Linked DNA regions of Mus musculus: all the other regions are linked to region 4. A link is a contact called in public HiChIP or PLAC-seq and promoter capture Hi-C data. All regions are on one chromosome and are shown on one strand. Each heading gives the region's core, a stretch centred on a gene start, on an enhancer-like site or on the middle of the called end of the contact. The rest is flanking DNA. Distances are from core to core; before and after follow the strand shown. Region 1 holds the start of Ulk3 (unc-51-like kinase 3). Region 2 holds the start of Rpp25 (ribonuclease P/MRP 25 subunit). Region 3 holds the start of Scamp2 (secretory carrier membrane protein 2). Region 4 holds the start of Imp3 (IMP3, U3 small nucleolar ribonucleoprotein). Region 5 holds the start of Arid3b (AT rich interactive domain 3B (BRIGHT-like)).

Region 1 (3,761 bases), core at 558-3,057, 650 kb before region 4:
CCAAGTGAGAGATGTTTCGTTCATGCAGGAACTGCAGGGCACTAGCTGAGGAGTCAGCCACCAGAAAATAAGTCAGAGCCTCTTTCCCACCTGCCTCTCCCCTCCCCAGGCCTCCACCTATCCCCGTACAGCTCTATTACTGCAGCGCTGTTCTGGCTGAGCTACAGAATATATAGAAGCAACAGACTCTGGCTACTTCTAAGAGTTCCCAAGTGCCTGTTCTCTGTACCCTTCATAAAACCACCCTCCCTTCAAGGAGCCTCCAGAAAAGCCCCAGCCCTTAAGGACGTTGCATTCTCCCTCACTAAAGCACTTGGGTTCCACCTACTGGGCCCTGGAAGATGCCACAAGGTTCTTACATCATGTTCTCCATGTGGAAGCCTGAATTCCCTACAGATGCTAGGGACACAACATGGCAGACTGCAAAGCATTGGGATAGGGGAGAAGAAGCCACGGGGTGTGTCACAAGCTTTTTACCCAACTGCTGCATGAAAACACGGGCCACCTTCTCAGGCAGGATCCTGCGGGTATGAATGAAGCGAGACAGGTCACCCCCTGCACAGAACTCCATGATGAGGTAGATATTGTCATTGTCCCACTGTGGTTGCAAGTAAAGAGAGAGAGCGTGAGTTCCAGGACAGCCAGGGCTATACAGAGAAACCCTGTCTTGAACCCCCCCCAAAAAAAGGGAGCGAGAGAGAGAGAGAGAGAGAGAGAGAGAGAGAGAGAGAGACAGCTTTAGGCGCTGTCCCTTCTCCAGCCGCCTTTGGAGGCACCCCTTCCTGGGCTCAGACCTGGAAGTCTTTCAGCTGCACGATATGGGGGTGCCGAATGCCCTTGAGGATCTCAATCTCAGTCAGGAGGTTTTCCACTGACGCCTTGTTGAGACTCTTCTTGGCCACGCATTTTATGGCTACCACTTCCCGAGTATCCTTCTGTGGTACAGAAAATTTGGGGTGTCTGTTTTGAAGGGGCCGACCCCATGGGCTGGAGTGGGCTCTGAGTCTGCAAACTTTCCCCTGTTTGGAGTCTGTCCACTCTCCATGGACCTCCAAGTTTCCCAGCTTCCACGTCTCAAATCAACGAGGCATCCGGATTCGGGAATCCCACCCCAGCAAGTGTTCTCCAACGCCGTGCTTCTAACCCACCGCATCACTTTCTAGAGGGGGGGCGGGGAGGGTTAGGGGGCGGGGGATGTCACTATTTAAAGAGCTATCCACTCTGCATTCTAACTGGTGCTGCCTCCTGGGAGTCTGACCCCAGACTCCTCCCAGCCCCTAAGGCAACTTCCGTGCAGAGCCGGTTCTTCAGCCACTGACACAGAGATTCCCTTAGGTCATCGCCCGCACCTCCAGACCAAACTGGCGTGGCTGTTTTTAAAACCTAAAAGGGGCGGTTAGCTCCAGCCTCCTCTACCAGCTTGGGCAGCCACTGTGGCCTTACTGCTCTCAAGGCGGTCGCCTTTCCTGCTCAGCTTGGCCCGTGACCCAGCCGGGCTTGCAGGGAGTTGGCTGGCACGGGAGTCGGGTGCCCGGCGCCGGGACACCTCCGGCACGACCCGCCCACACCCACCTTGGCGTAGGCCTTGTACACCGTGGCGTACGTGCCACTGCCCAGGCGCTCGGTAAGGATGAAACCGTCCAGCCGAGGGAGACCCCAGCTGGGCCCAGCCATCCCGCGCCCGCCGCCAGGTGCTTCCTGGTTCGGGGTGCAGGTTCCGGCCAGCAGAGAAGCTGGGGGCGCTCGAGGGGCGGCGAGGCGGGACTCCGCAGGGCCCCGGCGCTGCCCGCCGGAAGCGCGGCTCGACACCTCCCCTCCGAGGCTCCTCCCCGCCGGCAGCGGGCTGGGTGACACCCTCTGCCAAGGATTGCCAGGCAGGTTTCAGACACTGAGGCTTTAGTGGGTGTAGAGTTGTGTCGAGGACTGCGGACACGATCACATGGGAATGGCATCCTAGAGACCACCTACGTAGGGGGCGGGAGGAAGAGCCTGGCTCACTCCCTGCCCTTCAAGACCAGAAGCAGTGGATATGAAAATCCCAGGGCCCCACAGGGTGACGAGGGAGAACGGACTCCAGCAAGTTCTTCTCTGATCATCACACGTGCTCTGGCCCTTATTCATTCGTTTATTTGGTTTTGGAAGACAAGGTTTCTCTGAGTAGCCCTGGCTCTCCTGGAACTTACTTTGTAGAGCAGTCTGGCCTCGGAGTGCTGGGACTAACGGTATGTGCCACTATGCTTGGCGAAAAACAATTTAAATGCCTTTGGAAGAGACCAAGTTGCCATTGCCAGGGTCCTCGATTCTGCCTTTCAACTCTTTCCCTAGAGTTGAGTGGTCTGTCGTCCAGCACAGCTCAGCCACCAACAACCTTAACTGTCACCTCACCTATCTTAGTAGGCCCTTAGTCTGTACTTCAGTAGGCTATAGCCCTCCCAAGTCCACCATTGACATCAGGGCCAGTGCTGTCCGAAAATCTTTTTATTTAAGCACAAAAATTGAGACATGACATATACATCTGTACATGGAGGAAAATAATACCAGGAAGTTTACAAAACCCCGGTGGCTGACATTACCACTTGGTGGCTCTAGGGCTGACAGCATGAGGGTAGTCTCAGGAGGGCCCCAGTTCCCAGGGGCAGGAGACTGGCCAGCTTGGTGAGCTCTCGCAGTACTGACAAAACACAGGGTCCAGGTTTCCACAGCGGCTTCTTAGGTGCCACTGCAGTGACACACCCGTGGAGCCCCCAGGACAAGTAGAAAGGGACCTAGACTCCATTGTGGGAAGAACCCTCAGAAAGAAGGCTCGGCAGTCCTGCCTGCAGGACATAGTTCAGGACTGATTTCTTCCAAAAGACCCTAAGCGTTTTAAGAGGTGAGTATTGCTGAAGATAGGCAGGGGCCAAGCTAAGGCAGAGGGGCAGAGTCCCTTGGGAGGAGAGAAGCCAAAACAAGCAGACATCTACCCTCTCACAAGACTGGTAGAGGCTGGGCAGGACTTGACTTACTTGTCTTCGTCCCCTCCTCATCCCCCAAGTCTCAACCAACCCCACTTACTGTACATTCAGAAGTCTGAAGAGAGGCTAGGGAGGGCCCCCAGAGGGCACAAGGTGCTATCACACATGAGTCGTAGCAGGCACAGGGTCATGACTCGGTTGTGAAGAACACCAGGAGCTCACCGGAAGAGGACTTGGGAGACTTCTGTGCTCCCACCCAGAACACAGCTCACCTAGAGTAGAGCCACTGGGGGACTTAGGAAGCCCAAGCATGAAAGGCAAGGTTGTGGAGACCCAATACACATGGAGCCTGTAGAGGGAGGGAGTGAAGTACAGGGTGCCTGTGGAAAATCCCCAGTACAGTGAGCCCAGGTTGGCCCATGATCCCAAGCACATGAGTCCATTTGTTTTCAGGGAAAACAGTCCCATTGCTTCCAGACAAAATCAGACCAAGCCACCATTAGAAAAGGAAAGACAGCTTTGTTATTTTTTCTTTTCCCATGTGTTTTTTTTTTTTTTAAAGTCCTTGTCCCTTCCTCTCCTTCCCTCTTGTAGAGGAGAAAGCTGACTACTGAGGGAGGAGCAGGGACAAGACAAATCCCTGCCAGGTCTGTGCTGGTGTAGTCACTGCATAAGGCACCCGAGGAAAGTGCAGCTCAGAAGACAGTTGACAGAGAGGCCAGGGCTCAGGGAAGGAGAGTCGGGAAGCCTAATTCCCCTGAAAGGCTCCTCGGGCAGCAGATGAGGCAGCCCCGCGAAAGGTTCTGC
Region 2 (3,661 bases), core at 590-3,089, 570 kb before region 4:
CACAGCCCAAGCTTCTCTGCTGAATAGTAATTTCCAGCAGTGGATTTGTGCTGTCTCTCTCCTCCCCCTCTCCCAAGGGTGTGCTGTCCTTTTGCAGAGAGAGGGCAGTGAAGGGGAGCTCCTACTCTTGGGGCTTTGTGCCTGCCTCTGGGTAAGAATGTCTACTGCGAGGAGCGAGCAAGGTTAGAACCTTAGCATGGTCTGCCGGCCTTGGCAGGCTGCCGCCTCCAGCTCATCAATGCTCCCCCCTCCTTCCCCTCCCAGAGAAGTAGCAAAACTGCTTCCTTTCCCTTGTGGTGATACAACAGTGACACAGACCCCGGCCCCCTCCACCACAAGTCCCTCTTTCAACATTTTGACACTGCCCCAGTCTCTGTGTCTGACCTTGAAGACTCCAAAGGCTAATAGGGTTGAAGGCAAGCATGCCAAAGTGGTCTCTGCACAGGCGAGTGGGTAAGGAAAAAGAAAAAAAGAACAAAACTGAAGACAGAGCCATTTTCACGTTTGTTTTATTGGAAGCAAGACTCCAGCAGGACTCGGGGAGGAAGCATGGCAGATTTTGTCCTAAGTCCCCTCTCAGCCATCATGCAAGGCGGGTGGGGGAGGGATGCTAAAAGGGAATTGCTAGGGTGTGTGTGTGTGTGGGGGTGCAGAATAGGGTCCGGACATTTTCAACTTGGCCATCCTCAAGTAATCAGCTCCGTAGCTCCCGCTCTCAGTTAACAGCAAAGATGATTTTTAAAGCCTCAACTGTCAGCATCCATGCATACTGGGTGCTTTTAACGTCTGGGTCCCCAAGAAAGCTCAAGAGTCCCACTACCCACCATGCTTCCCTAAAAAAGACGGCCTAGCAAAGGTGTGGGTGGTGTTCTGTGGCTTCTGGTAACATGTCCCACAAAGTTTCCTTGGACTTCAAGGATCCTCTCTTCTCATTCCTGAGCTCTCTCCTGTCGCCTTGGGATCCGCGCTGTCATTCTGAGGACCGGTGTCCAGGAACATGGGCCCCTTAAAACCCAGGTATGAAAGGTGCGTGTGTTGAAAGGTATGCAGGAGTGTTGAAGATATATGATTCAGTCGGTCTGGGTGGCTCAGAGGCGAGAATTCTCAGGCGGTCCTGTCCTCATTCTCAGCCTCTGGCTCAGGCTGAGACCGCTTAGCGGTGCCTTCTTCAGCAGCAGATTCCCCCAGGCTCCTCTTGGACGTCGACACCGTAGGAGGGGACGAAGGACCAGGACTGAGGTTCGGAGGCTGGTAGCCAAGTTGTCGTGGATCCAGTGCGTCCTTTGAAAGTAGGATGGCGAGGCTCGGTACATTCTTAAGTACACTGAGACTGGCGGCCGGATCGCTGGGCGTCTGACCCGGTGTGGGCCCAGGCGGGAGGCTCTGCCACACCTCGCGCACGCTCCGGTAGCGCAGCCGCGTGACCTGGTGTAAGCCCGCCAGGCGGCGCTTGAGAATCTCGGCGCACGTGACGGTCTTGGTGGTGGCCCGGCCGCAGCCACTGAAGACGATGGCGCGCGTGGCTGGCTGCGCCATGCTGGCGGTGGCGAAGGCCAGTAGGTTGCGGATCTTGCTGCCCTCCTTGACCCGCATGTGTACAGCACCGGGTGCCAGATCTGCAAAAGGGCCAGAGTTCGGGCTGCCACCCTCATCACCGTCCCCCGCCGGCGCCTCCTCCGAGCGCACCTTACGGAAGTTCTCCATGCGCCGTCGTCGCTGGGATCGCAGGTTTTGCCATGGGGCCGCCTCAAGCCCGGGGCTGCATGGCCGCGGGTCGTGCCGGGCGAGAGCTGGCAGGGATTGGGGTGCCGGCGCCGAGTGAAGGTTGGAGGGTGGGCTGGGAACGTGCAGTCTTCAGCCCAGACTTCTACAGGGTAGTGATGTTCTACTCTGCGCCCTCGGCACCTTGTGCTCCGCGCCTTTAGCAGAAGCTCCGCCTGGGAGCCAGATAGGACCCGCCCCTTCGCCCAGGACCCGCCCCAACTCTGCGTGACTTGTCCCAGTCCCTCCAGCCTTTGGGATCCAGCGCTGGAGCTCAGCGGCTGGGGTCACAGAGCCACGGGTGATTTGGGAGGTGAAGTTCTCCGAAGTCACCATCTGTTCTCCCTGAACCAGACCTTATGCAGGAACAACCTAAATAAATACTATGCTTAAGGTTCAAATGCCGACTCAAGCCTGGTCCCTGAGCCCTGCGGGGTTCCAGCGCAAGGGCATCCCTAGACCCCTCCTAGGTAAGAGATCTCCAAACCACCTTTTGGGGCTTCGCTACTCCACCCCTCCAGGGACCTCCCTCCCGTTCTCTTACTATATTTTTGCGTCAAGGGCAGCCAGTGCATGGTCAGCAGAGAGTGGGAGGCGTTGGCTGCGGCTGCACGCAGCGCCTTCCCTGGGCTGGGACCGCTACGTCGTGGCCTGGTCCTTGCGTAGCTGCTTAGAGAGACACTAAGCTTTGCTCCTCCTGATCATACCTCCAGGCTCCCGGCACCTATGCACCTCTGAAATGCAGGAAGTGATGCGTTGGGCCAGCCTAAAGTGAATGGGGAACAGGAGACCATTTCTTCCAAGGCGTTAAATTCTTATATTCATGCCTGAAAGTCCTTTACTGGAGCTGCATACATGTTTATGAGCGTGGCTCAGCCCGAGCTAACGCCGGATTCCTGACTTCCAATTCCAGGTGGAATTCCTTGCCAGTCAGCCTTGGCCTCTAGAAATCCAGAGGGTTGTTTTTGTTAAAAGGAGACTGAGAGAAGACAGGTTTTAAGAGGTGGGAGGCAGGGTGGAGTGCCTTGGCGGAATGTGTGTGTGTGGGGGCGGGTACTTGCAAACTCTGGGAACTCCACTGAATCTGAGCAGAGGCTCGGGCTCTGCTGCGAGGTGAGGTGGGCAGTAGAAAGATGAGGTCTGATCAAAGCAAGACTGTTTAATAAGGAGTGACCCTGGCCTGGGGCCACGCCCTCAATATTCAATCCCGTTTCCATGGAAAGGCAGGGAGGGAATCAGACAGACGTGGGAAGCACCGGGAAGGAAGACGCACTGAGGACTGTAAGGAACGGTGTTCTCAAAGTATCAGCAAGATGGTGTTTGGATGAGCACAGCATCAGTCTAGGGGGAGAGCTGCCCGGCCCTCCTCTTCCTCTTTGCTATCTGTGACAATTCTCAGCCCCTCAGCTCAGAACAACGAGCTTATATCTCATCTCTTCTTGGAGTGTGGCTGCAGCAGCTGGACTTTTTATTTTTTATTTTTACCTCAAGTGTGAGTGACTGGCTCCAATCTCCTGCTCACACTCCAGGAGTGTGCCCCGAACTGGGACTCTGCCCTGGATCTAATCTTAATTCTTGTAGATTTCACAGGGAGAAGCAGGCTCTGGAGTCCCAACCTTGGGGAGACCCCACGACTGAGTGCACTCAGGCAAGTGGTGGACTTAAAGTCGGCAGTTTTGGATTGATCTGAGAAAAAGTTCCAGAAAGACTAGAAGCTATGTAGGAATGTGCTGGTTGGAAAAGAAGAGAGCTCTGCGTTCCCTGGAGTATGCAAGCCTGGGTTAAACAACTTGGAAATCATGTAGGCCGTACACTACAATTTGGAAGATCTGGGGGCAGCAGGTTTGTTCTGAAAAGAGTGAATGGTTGTGCCTCTACCCAAGTTGGCCCTCAAGGACAC
Region 3 (3,555 bases), core at 1,020-3,519, 620 kb before region 4:
GATACAAGGCTGCCTCTCCTCACACCGCTTCCTGCCAAGGATGAACAGTCATTCCAGTATGAGGGGGAGTGTATCACCATCAGCCAAGCCCTCTTCTTTCCACACAGGATTCCCCTCCAGATGTTGCCGGTTTGCAAGCCAAAAGCTGCTTCCTGTCCTGCCATCTCCTGAGACTGCCTGGACAAACTGTCTTACTTGACTGCAATGCAGACCTTGCTTTGTTACTTCTAAAGTTACTCACACTTTGCCCAGTCATTTCTGAGGCCAGAGATGAACTTTAAGACTTTCAAGGAGCTACTCCTAATCCAGGGCAGCCCAATCCTGCCCTCTGTTATCCCTGGAGAAGATCTGCCGCAAAGTGGGGCAGCTGGCTGACCCTGAGAGCAGCAAAGCATTTCTAATTCTGACAGACTATAACCGGACAGAGGAACATCATATATACCACACACTCCCAGAGACTGCTGGACTTTTGCTATACATAACAGAACCCCAGTACTATAAAACAATCTATCATTAAATCAAAGGAGTTAGCAGAAGACAGCAACAGGAAAAATGCAAATACTCTTCTCCTCACTAAACTAATAGAGGCAAACGTTTGCCTTATGTAAGAGACATGTTCCCTGCAAAGGCTCTGTCAAGAAGCATTAAGCTACAAGAATATATTCTAAACTCCCCAGTGTAGCAAGGAATCAACTACCAAAATCTGCCCAAGGGTTCCTATCAGCTAGGTCACCTTGGGAAAGAAGCATAAAATTTCCACTCTCGGCCTGGCTGGGTGTGGTGGCTCGAGCTAGTTATGGCTGCACTTGGGAGGTAGAGGAAGGACCCCAAGTTCAAGACCACCATGTGACAGACACATAGGGCGTTCAGAGCCAGGCTGTGTTAGATGAAGAGATCCTGTTATAAATAATCCAAGGGCTCAGTGTTACCCAATATGCACAGCGGTGGAGGATTTGCCTAGAACGAACAAAGCTCTGGTTCAATCCCATTACTGCAAAACTTCAAAAGAGAAGATGGTCATACTCTACTCCCTGAGTGTATAACCATCTAGTTCAAGGCGCCTTTGCTTTGCTCCCACCCTTGGAAGGACCCACCCTGGAAAAGCTCAGTGGACTTCTCCAACACCTTCAGGAAATGCTGAAGCTGTAGAGGACCAAAATAAAGCACCAGCAAGACGAATTCAAGAGCTTGGTGACATACTAACACCGGAGGAACAGCTGCGCTCATAAATCCCCAGTCATCACAAGCATGCGTCCCTCAAACTGGTTTCGGGCAGACATGAAAGGAGAAGTAGAACGCGCCTTGGCACTAAAAGGAGTTCCAGTTCTTCAACATAGACAACTGGGCATCTCTGCGTTCTCCACGCGAAGGTTTTGGCTTAGGTCCGAAGACTGTTGTATTCTTTCAAAGTTCCAAAGGTCAGGCCGGTAACCACCCATGCAGATTTGTCAGACCCGTGTACCTTGGGCTCCAAGCTCCTTCACCTCCCTCTCCTCAAAGTGTGTGGCCCAAACTCAATCCAAACAAAGTGCTTGGCCAATAAGTAATTTTCTGGCTTGGCCTCTCTTCCTACCCTCTCTCAGCCTTCTTGATAAACACTAGGGACTCTCCTGTACTTTAGATGCTTGCTTCGCTACTGCTGTTGCTGTTAGGTGTTGGGTTATCTCCACATTTCTCCACCCCAACAGACTTCTACTTCCTCATTATGTTTCAATGAGCCTTTCTCCTAGGATGACTCAATACAGGTAGATCCCCCAAGACTGTAGAAATGGCACAGCAACATTTTGCTTCCCTTTCTGACTCTAAGACACCTCCCCAGGATAAGCGCGTGCTTGGCCCTTTTCTCCAGCAGAGGCCGGTCGGATGGGCTACAACCCGGGGTGCTCTAAGTGCCCACTTCTTTACAGCGCCCCGCCCCCTTGCCGCAGTTCCACCTGTTGCAAAGTCCCGCCTCCATACAAACTATGATAGGCCAGCCTTCAGATACCGCTCTCCCATTGGACAGGTGATCCGTCCCTCCTACGCCACGTCCCCGGCTCTGGCGAAAGAGGCCCAGGCCGCAGCCCTTTTCCCTAAAGAAATCTGAGAATTGGGGGTTCTACCTGGAAGGGGTTTACGTCCACTGGGTCCGCGAAGGGGTTAGTGTCGAAGGCCGACATGGTGATCGAGGGCCAGCGGGTGATCTCCGCGAGCGCTACTGCCTTTGGTCACTCAGACCCAGCGGCACACAGTGTAAACCCTCCACTTCCGGGAGCAAGGCAGCCGTTCTGGCGCAGGCGTAGCGCCCTCTGTGGGGGCGTGGCCCTGGACGTCACAAAGGTCCGTTCCGCCCCTGCCCAGCCTATTAGAAAGCGAAGGTTATTCATTCTGTCTCCATCCACTTTCTTTTTATCTCCAGAGATGCTGAGGATAGAATCCAGGGTCTCACGAATAATAGACATAGGTGTAGCCTTGAGCTACATACCCAAACCTTCTATCCACTTAGTCCTCCGGTGCAGAATCTCTTCTGATGTCTTCCTTCCTATGTGTATTTATTTTGAGCTTCCAAATAAAGGACTGGCAGGAAAGGATCATGCATTCATTCCTAGAGGGCAAAATTGAGGCGTTCGAGCAAGTCCCGGACCAAAAGGACAGGGGAGACATGTCAAACAGGAGTTATCTGAACAACTGTGCTCCAGGATAAAGCTGGAAGACCTTGCATCAACCCCTGCCCTAGATAAGCAGGATTTCTTTTAGGCTCCACCCTCCTGTGATTTCATAGATATCCTAGAGGTGGTAGTTAATTCACTCACAAACTCACAAACTTATTTATCCATGTCTTTCGGGCCGCTGTGAAATCTAGCTTGAATCGTTTCTTACCCTGGAATAGAACAGCGCTACTGATTGGTCTATTCTTGTGTTGCAACCAGATGGGTTTTTTGATTTTTGTGGTTTTGGTTTGTTTGTTTTGTTTTTATTTGGGGGGTTGTTTGTTTGTTTTGTTTTGTTTGCTTTTGGTTGTTTGGTTATTGTTTTTCCAGGGTTTTTGGCAGGTTGGTTTGCTTTTCTTGGTTTTGTTGCCTTTTTATTGTTTGTAGGTTTGAGGAATCTCTCATCCTAGAGTCTGATTGATACTCTTCTCACCAGCTAAGAAAAAAAAAATTCCAGCATAATTACCATTTACTGTTAAAGGCTGTTGACATAAAGTTAATATTCCTTTACTATGTGTATATTTTATGTTAGAGTAAAATGAATCAGGCTTAAAGCTTGAATGTTCATGTCCTTTTCCAAGATATTTCCTAAGAATCTCAAACAAAACTATTTACAATGAAGACATCATCTTTCTACATCCTGGGGAGTTTATCAACAGTAATCTGACAGGTCCACTTCAGAACTACCCAGTGATCTCGTTTAAGCTTTTTTTTTTTTTTTTTTTTTTTTTAATAGTCATGGTGGTAGTAGTAGTCATTCTTGTAGTGGTAGTAGTGATGCTGTGTGCACATGAGGGGTGGATGGGAGCGCATGTGTTAGGGGCTAATGTGGAGTTGGTTCTCTCCTCCCACATTTATGTGATTT
Region 4 (3,890 bases), core at 1,289-3,788:
AGTGCTCTTTACTGCTTAGTCATTTCTTCAGTCTTTTATTTCTTGAGACACTGGCTTTGCAGCCTTGGCTGACCCCACACTTGCAGTGTTTCTGCTTAGTGCATAATACACCAGCTCTGACTAACTTCTTCTATAGCATCCTGCTGAAACCAATCACTGCCTAGTGTTGCTACTGACCTGGAGGCTGACACTCCAACATATCTTTTAAGGACTGGCTGTGCATTAGCACTCTTAAAACTCTTAATTCATTTATCAAGCAATCAAATACTGACTTATCTTCCTTTCTCACCTGAAAAGTGCAGAGTAACTGATCTACTCATTTAAATGGGTTTGTTGGGAGGGTATATATTACCCATGTAAACCTGTGTCTAATATTTGGAATCATTTCATGTTACCTTCCCTAGTTTTACTTTTTTTTTTTTTAAGATTTATTTATTATATCTAAGTACACTGTAGCTGTCTTCAGATGTACCAGAAGAGGACATCAGATCTCATTACAAATGGTTGTGAGCCACCATGTGGTTGCTGGGATTTGAACTCAGGACCTTTGGAAGAACAATCGGTGCTTTTAACCACTGAGCCATCTCTCCAACCCTAGTTTTACTTTTTAAAAAATTTTGTTTGTATGAATGTAAATGACGTACCATGCATGTGGAAGGGTCGGCTCTCTCCTTCCACCATGTGGGTTCCAAAACTAAATTCACACTGTCAGCCTGAGCAGCAAGTGCCTCTCTCCCCATTGAGCTATCTTGCCTGGCTCACTAGCAAGGAAGAGGAAGCACATAAAATCTGAGCCTCATCAGTGCACACTGTAATATTAGCACTGGAGAGGCTGAGACAGGAGGATCACTTCTAGTTCCAGACCAGCTTGAGCTTCAAATCAAAACCGGTCTCAAAAGAGAGAGAGAGAGAGAGAGAGAGAGAGAGAGAGAGAGAGAGAGAAGAAAAATAACCCCTACACAAATACCTTAATCTGCCAGACTCTGAATTCTATTTTGTATTTGGTCTGGGATAAAACTTGGTGCTCTATTTACCAGTTCTATTGCTTTATGGTTTTCCTTTTGCTTCTGCTGCGTTTTTTTTTTTTTTTTTTTTAAAGTCCTAAATTTCTCTGCATAGCCCTGGTTGTCCTCATGTCGACCAGGCTGGCCTGGAACTCAAAGATCTGCCTGCCTTAACCTCCTAACTGCTGGGATTAAAGGCTGTGCCAGCACTACCTCGCCCTTTTGCTTGTTTTTTTTTTTTGGGGGGGGGGGTGTCCTTAACTCTGAAGCCAGGACCTTGAAGAACATCTGTTTTCAGGAACCTCCTGGGTCCCTTCTAACCACTAGCTGGCCAAACTACAGGGCGATCATTTCCTTAGGCAAGCAAACACTCCAGGACTTTAATATGGTATTTCCTGGGGCTGGAATATCAACAGGAAGTCTTGTGGATAAAAGCTCTGCCAAAACATTCATTCCGAGAAAAGGACTGGTTAAGTGACAAATCTGCCCAGCTTGTACAACATCCTGCAACCTCCACGTGAGGCTCCAAAGCCTCACGCCTTCAACCCTTTTCCTGCCCTTAGGCTCTTCAGCTAGCAAGATAATAGATATGGCTATGTAGGACCCTAGGTAAGAAGAACGACCAGACAAAAATGTGCACTTAAACAACGTCGGTGGGACATTTATTGGCATTAGGAAAGGGTTTCTTTAAACGATATAAATATACTGAACTCAAACTCTCCATCCAGACGGTCCTATTTCAAGATGAAAGCAAAGGGGAAGAGGTAACATTCCTGCTTCTACACCACAAAGTTTAAGGCACAAGAAGCTAGCAATCCCCAGTGCGGTACAAAACTGCTTCCCACTGTCTCTCAAGACACAGTCACTTAATTGTCAGTCCAAATTCTAGGAAAAATTCCCAGTACACCGGGGCAATCCTCCCCATCCCCGGTTCAGTGACCTGTAGCTGAGAAGCCAGGACAAGAAGACTCGCTAGGCATCTAGATCAAAGTCATCGCGCTCCTCATTGTACTCCAACACGTGCCGCTTGATCTTGGATGAGTCCACCCAGGTGACAAAGTCCTCCATGCTGCGAGTGACGAGAAAGGCGGGATCAGTGACCACGTCTGGGCCCACGCGGACATGACCCTGCTCCACAAAAGCCACAGCAGCTTGGAGATGCTGCGCCATGCGTAGCTTGAGGAGCAAAGTAGGCAAGCGGCGGCGGCAGAAGGACGAGGCCGAGACGGAGTCGCAGAGTTCCAGTGAGCCGCGCGTGGGCACCAGGCCCATAGCGTACAGCTTGTCCAACAGCGCCGCCGAGGCGCGCACGCGGAATGGGTCGCGTTCCGGCAGGTCGCGCAGGCGCCGCGCCAGCTCGCGCACCGCTCGGCTCAGCTGGTTGTAGCGCGTGTACTCCTCGCGCCGCTGCAGCCGGTACCGCCGCAGCACACGCAGTTCGTGGAGGTTGTGGTCGGTGACTTCCCAGTTTAGGAAGTCCACCTGTTTCAGCAGCTTCTGCTCGTGGAACTTAAGCTTCCGCACCATGATGGAGAATGCGGGAGAAAGGGAATACGTTGAAAATCTAGCGTAATTTCCGCCTCGACGTAGAAAGACCCCGCCTCTAGATCACTGGACCAATCAAAAGATTGGTTAAAGACACGCCCCCGGTTTTTCATTCGTCCAACTCTGGAACTTCCTGTTTTGAAAGGGGAGCGGGGGAGAAAGAATTGCGGAAGGAGAGCCGTGTCCTGCGAATACACTTTTCCTTGCATGCAGTGCGTATGCAACTAGTCTAGTCCAGTGTTGTGTTTTGTTTTTAAATATTTATTCATTTACGTATTTTGTGTATATGATTGCTCTGTCTTCATACCGGAAGAGAGCTTCAGATCCCCTGTTTGTGGTTTTCCTGGGAATTGAACTCTGGACCTTTGGAAGAGCAGTCAAGTGCTCTTAACCGCTGAGCCATCTTGGCAGCACCTAGTTTACTCTCAGAGTTCTGTCTTTGGTGACTGAAGAGAGTCTGCTCCGTCAATAGCTGTAGATGTCAGTTTCCAGAGAGAGAGGTTACTGCCTTTAAAAGAGTTGTCTCATAGTTTTGGTTGTGAGCCTATTATTTAATGGCTGAGCTATCTCTCCAACTCTGGAAAGATGGCTTAGCAGTTAACAGCACGGCTGCTCTTCCGGAGGTCATGAGTTCAAGTCCCATCGCCCACATAGTGGTTCACAACCATCTATAATGTGATCTGATGCTCTTTTCTGACATGCACATGTACATGCAGCTAAGAGCACTGATACACATAAAACAAATCTTTTTTTTTTAAAGCATACACAACTTTAGAAGAGTGGAATGCTAATAAATAAATAAGAGGATTATCTCTGTCAAAAAACGTGATTAGAACTCTGCAAATGTCTCAGTTCCAGTGGTCCCCAGAGTTGACAAATAGTCCCATCCTGGCCAGCATGAGATCTGTCACTGGACTGGCAGTAGTACCAAACAATCAGGATTGGAAGCATTCCTGCCTCTTATTTTTTTGACACAGTTTCCTTAGGTAGCCCAGGTCAGCCATGAATTCACCACAATATAACCAGATTCAATCCAAAAGGATGAGATTATGAGTGAGCATGTGCCACCATGGCTGTCTTACTTTATTTTATTTTTTGAGACAGAATGTCTCTAGTACTATCTGTCCTGGTAATTTTTATATAGACCAGGCTGTCCTTAAACTCAAAGAGATCCATTTACCTCTGCCTCCAAGTGCTGGAGTTAAAGTGTTACTCAGGTATGTCTGGAGATTGTTTCTGCAATCCTCAGTGACTGATGGTACCCATCAATGATGAGAAATTCAGAGTGTAAGTAGGAGTCCTAACCTTCATCTGTAAGAGGTGAACAGTCTGGTAAACAAT
Region 5 (3,340 bases), core at 631-3,130, 900 kb before region 4:
CTGATAAAGTTGAGGAAGAGTTATGTTACATCTCTAGAGCAAGGAGGGAGGAAACAGTGCCCTCACACAAACTAAAAAAAGGTAATTAAAACCATATAAGCCGGGCGATGATGGCGCGCGCCTTTAATCCCAGCACTTGGGAGGCAGAGGCAGGCAGATTTCTGAGTTCGAGGCCAGCCTGGTTTACAAAGTGAGTTCCAGGACAGCCAGGGCTATACAGAGAAACCCTGTCTTGAAAAATCAAAAATAAATAAATAAATAAATAAATAAAATAAAACCATATAAAAGTCGGCTGCTGCAGCCATCTTCCAGTAATTGGCCAAAATGACGAACACAAAGGGAAAGAGGAGAGGCACCCAGTATAAATGTTCTCTAGGCCTTTTAGGAAACATGGCGTTGTTCCTTTGGCCACGTACATGCGAATCTACAAGAAGGGTGATATTGTAGACATTAAGGGAATGGGCACTGTTCAAAAAAGAATGCCCCATAAGTGCTACCATGGCAAACCCGGAAGAGTCTACAATGTCACCCAGCATGCTGTGGGCATCATTGTAAATAAGCAAGTTAAGGGCAAAATTCTGGCCAAGAGGATCAATGTGCGGATTGAGCACATCAAGCACTCGAAGAGCAGGGACAGCTTCCTGAAGCGGGTGAAGGAGAACGATCAGAAGAAGGAAGCCAAGGAGAAGGGCACCCGGGTGCAGCTGAAGCGCCAGCCTGCGTCAACCAGAGAAGCACACTTTGTGAGGACTAACGGAAACTGCTGGAGCCCATTCCATATGAATTCATGGCCTAGTGGACAAAAAAGAAATAAGGGACCAGGACTGCAACAAAACAAAACAAACAACAACAACAACAAACCATAAAAGTTTTCATCAGGAACTGAGATGGATTAGTGAGTTAAGAGCGTGGCGCCAAAGAATAAGGGTCTAAATTTGGATATCCAACGCCTCAGTAAAAAGCCAGGTGTGGTGCACACCTGCAATCCTAGCATTTCAGAAGTAAAGACAGGATTCCTGGAGCTTGATGGTCAACTACTTTTGCTAAATAGGTGAGCTACCTTCTAACAAGAAAGAAAAGAGGGGAAGGGAAGGAAGAAGGGAAGGGACAAGAAAAGCCAGTGGCAATAAGTTCTAGGTTTTGGCTGGGATTGTTTTAAGACCCAAAACTAAGCGAGCCATAGACTCTGGATCAAGGATGATGGTCAGTTGGGAGAAAGGTAAAACAAGGAGGTGCATGCATAAATTCACAGAAGTTCCCCAGAGTTAGGAGTCCCAGAAGACAAGGTTTTGTTGTTTTATTGTATAAGCGGTGCCAGGATTCAGCTTCTACCTTTGGAACCTGAAGAAAGAAAACATTAACCCCTGTGACGAGGTGAGGTTGGGGATGGATAGAGGTGGTGTTCCAGAACAGGAAAATTTCAATCCAAAAAGTGAAATTTAGAAAAAAACTAATAAAAGGCTGGAATGCTTCATTAAGACTAGCTGAAAGTTAGCACTCTTTATTCCTTTCTTTCACTTATTACAAACAATTCACAACCACGGCAGCCAGAAACCCGTGTGCTGTAGTCAGTCCTACTCTTTTCAACTCCCCGCGAAAGCACTCACACCGGAACTCCTCTGAGTCCGTGCTCTCCCATTGGCCGAAGCCTCCGCCCGCCTTAAATGGCTTCCGCCCACGGCTTCAACCAGAGGGCGGTCTCTAGGAGTCACTTCCGTCTCGCACTACCCACCCACCCCCACCTCGTTCCCTTTTTAGCTGCTTCCGGCCTCGGGCCCCGCCCCCCACCGTGGGGCCCCGCCCCTACCTGCCCCTCCCCCGCCCCGGGCTGACGGCCGGGCCCCGCAGCACAGCTTCCGGTGCGGGCCCCGCCCCGGCTGTGGCCCCCAGCTGCGGAGGAGTAGCAGGCTCAGCTGCTACGCTGGGGTCTGAGCGGCTGCCTCCTCCCTACCCGCGAGCCCGGAACGCTGCACATAGGTGAGCGGCGCGGGTCGTGGTTCTTTCTGCCGCGGCGGGAGAGGGGCTGTGGCAGGTGGAGGGGACCGAAATGGGAGCCGAGGCAGGTGTGTAGGGGAGACGCGGGCTAGTGAAGCCGGGGTCCGCTGAGAAAAAGTGAGAGCATCGGGAGGAGCCCCGTCCTCCCGGTGTCCAAAGGAGTGGTTTGAGATAAAGAGATGGGAAAGGTAAGGGACCCCCCCCCCCTTTTGGCAACCGCAGAGCGAGCTTAGATGGAGTAATTAGAGAAGAGCCGGGAGATTGGCAAAGGGGGCTTGGTGGAAGTAAAAGTGATAGGGCTCCATTGGGTGGGAGGTAAAGAATGGAAAGAGGGGTCGAAGAGGGTCGGGGACAGAGCTGGAAACGAAGGTAAGGGAAATGGTCACCAAGGCCGGGCTCAAGCGGCAAGCAGTCCGTTGCTCTCGGTTTGGAGGTCCGGGAAGTTTAAAAAACCCGAGCGAGGGATGGAGAGATGAAGTTAGATTTCGGAGACGTAAATTCTCTAGATGTTAGTAGTATTGTTTGAATCCTTGGCTGCTTAGGGATTGGGATGAGATGGACTCTTCGGGAGGATGTGCCAATTGAGTTGTAAAACGGAGTCATCTCTGTCTTAATAAAGACGCTATCGGACACCCCTCTCCCTTGCTGAGGAAAGCCTACCGAGAAGATGGTGCCAACCAGAAAAGAAGCAGTTGTACTATGACTGGCAGGAGTTGGTTGAAATATTCCAGTTGTGTTGTTTGACTTTAAAGATTATACGAATATTTCTAAATGACCAGTGAATTGCTTGCTCTTCTTTTGTGTGCGTTTTGTTTTGTCCCCAACGGGGTTTTTATTTTAAAGGAACAATTTTGCCAACTTTCAGGCTTCCCTACAGAATAAGAACTAAAGCAGAAAGAAAGTATTGCTGCAGGCATAACTTATACTTTCCAAACTGCCAGGAGGAGGGACAGGCAGTAAGGGGCCAATTGGAATTGGAATCTTTTATCCGCCTATGAAAGCTACAACCAAGTGCTTCTAAGAAACAAAATGAGATTTGTCTAGCATGGCTCTGGTTGGTTTTTGAACTCCCCGCCTCCCCAGCTTTAAAAATTATACTCTTTAAACGTGTAAAAATTTATATAAATCAAAGCCATTTTTTTTTCTTGTTAGAGATTAGTTCTCCCATGAATTTTTGAAGATGGTAAAAGGTTACATTTTCTTATCTTCCAACTCAATCCTAAAACACTGGGACAATGCAAATATCAAGTCCCAACCTGCACAGTGCCGCTTCCCCTTTCATGTGGCAAACAGAAATGCACACCCTGTTGCCAGTCCTCTTCACCCTAAAATTTGCTCTGAGGAA

The links. Promoter capture Hi-C pulls out the DNA fragments that hold promoters and counts their contacts. HiChIP or PLAC-seq counts read pairs in DNA pulled down with a chosen protein or histone mark.
Region 1: a promoter capture Hi-C map of erythroid cells shows a contact between it and region 4, with 48 times the contacts expected there. The contact joins the promoter of Ulk3 here to the promoter of Imp3 in region 4. A contact is called at or near these places in 2 of 39 promoter capture datasets (erythroid cells and pre-B cells) and 1 of 9 other capture datasets (liver).
Region 2: a contact with region 4 is called in an H3K4me3 HiChIP or PLAC-seq map of pro-B cells, with 3 times the contacts expected there. The contact joins the promoter of Rpp25 here to the promoter of Imp3 in region 4. A contact is called at or near these places in 4 of 39 promoter capture datasets (the 3T3-L1 cell line, the HPC-7 cell line, HPC-7-derived erythroid cells and 1 more), 3 of 484 Hi-C or Micro-C datasets (B cells, CD4 T cells and LSK cells), 8 of 115 datasets of contacts at active chromatin or transcription factors (bone marrow-derived macrophages, embryonic stem cells, large pre-B cells and 3 more) and 1 of 9 other capture datasets (liver).
Region 3: a contact with region 4 is called in a promoter capture Hi-C map of pre-B cells. The contact joins the promoter of Scamp2 here to the promoter of Imp3 in region 4. A contact is called at or near these places in 4 of 39 promoter capture datasets (cranial neural crest, erythroid cells, liver and 1 more), 5 of 115 datasets of contacts at active chromatin or transcription factors (the SCID.adh cell line, bone marrow-derived macrophages, large pre-B cells and 2 more) and 1 of 9 other capture datasets (adipose tissue).
Region 5: an H3K4me3 HiChIP or PLAC-seq map of bone marrow-derived macrophages shows a contact between it and region 4, with 7 times the contacts expected there. The contact joins the promoter of Arid3b here to the promoter of Imp3 in region 4. A contact is called at or near these places in 3 of 39 promoter capture datasets (liver and pre-B cells) and 1 of 115 datasets of contacts at active chromatin or transcription factors (bone marrow-derived macrophages).

The regions. Positions count from the first base shown.
Region 1 is chr9:57,587,498-57,591,258 of GRCm38.p6, reverse strand. It overlaps Ulk3 (unc-51-like kinase 3), which reads right to left and starts at 1,807. Exons shown (of 16, transcript NM_027895.1): 1 at 1,573-1,807; 2 at 795-935; 3 at 478-598; 4 at 1-45. The coding sequence starts at 1,674. Scamp2 (secretory carrier membrane protein 2) reads right to left here. Exons shown (of 9, transcript NM_022813.3): 9 at 2,461-3,761. The coding sequence ends at 3,703.
Region 2 is chr9:57,502,280-57,505,940 of GRCm38.p6, reverse strand. Rpp25 (ribonuclease P/MRP 25 subunit) reads right to left here and starts at 1,839. Exons shown (of 1, transcript NM_133982.1): 1 at 494-1,839. The coding sequence starts at 1,704. The coding sequence ends at 1,105.
Region 3 is chr9:57,559,658-57,563,212 of GRCm38.p6, reverse strand. Scamp2 (secretory carrier membrane protein 2) reads right to left here and starts at 2,269. Exons shown (of 9, transcript NM_022813.3): 1 at 2,103-2,269. The coding sequence starts at 2,159.
Region 4 is chr9:56,936,148-56,940,037 of GRCm38.p6, reverse strand. It overlaps Imp3 (IMP3, U3 small nucleolar ribonucleoprotein), which reads right to left and starts at 2,538. Exons shown (of 1, transcript NM_133976.2): 1 at 1,640-2,538. The coding sequence starts at 2,531. The coding sequence ends at 1,977.
Region 5 is chr9:57,835,319-57,838,658 of GRCm38.p6, reverse strand. Arid3b (AT rich interactive domain 3B (BRIGHT-like)) reads left to right here and starts at 1,880. Exons shown (of 9, transcript NM_001379353.1): 1 at 1,880-1,977. It also overlaps the pseudogene Gm7547.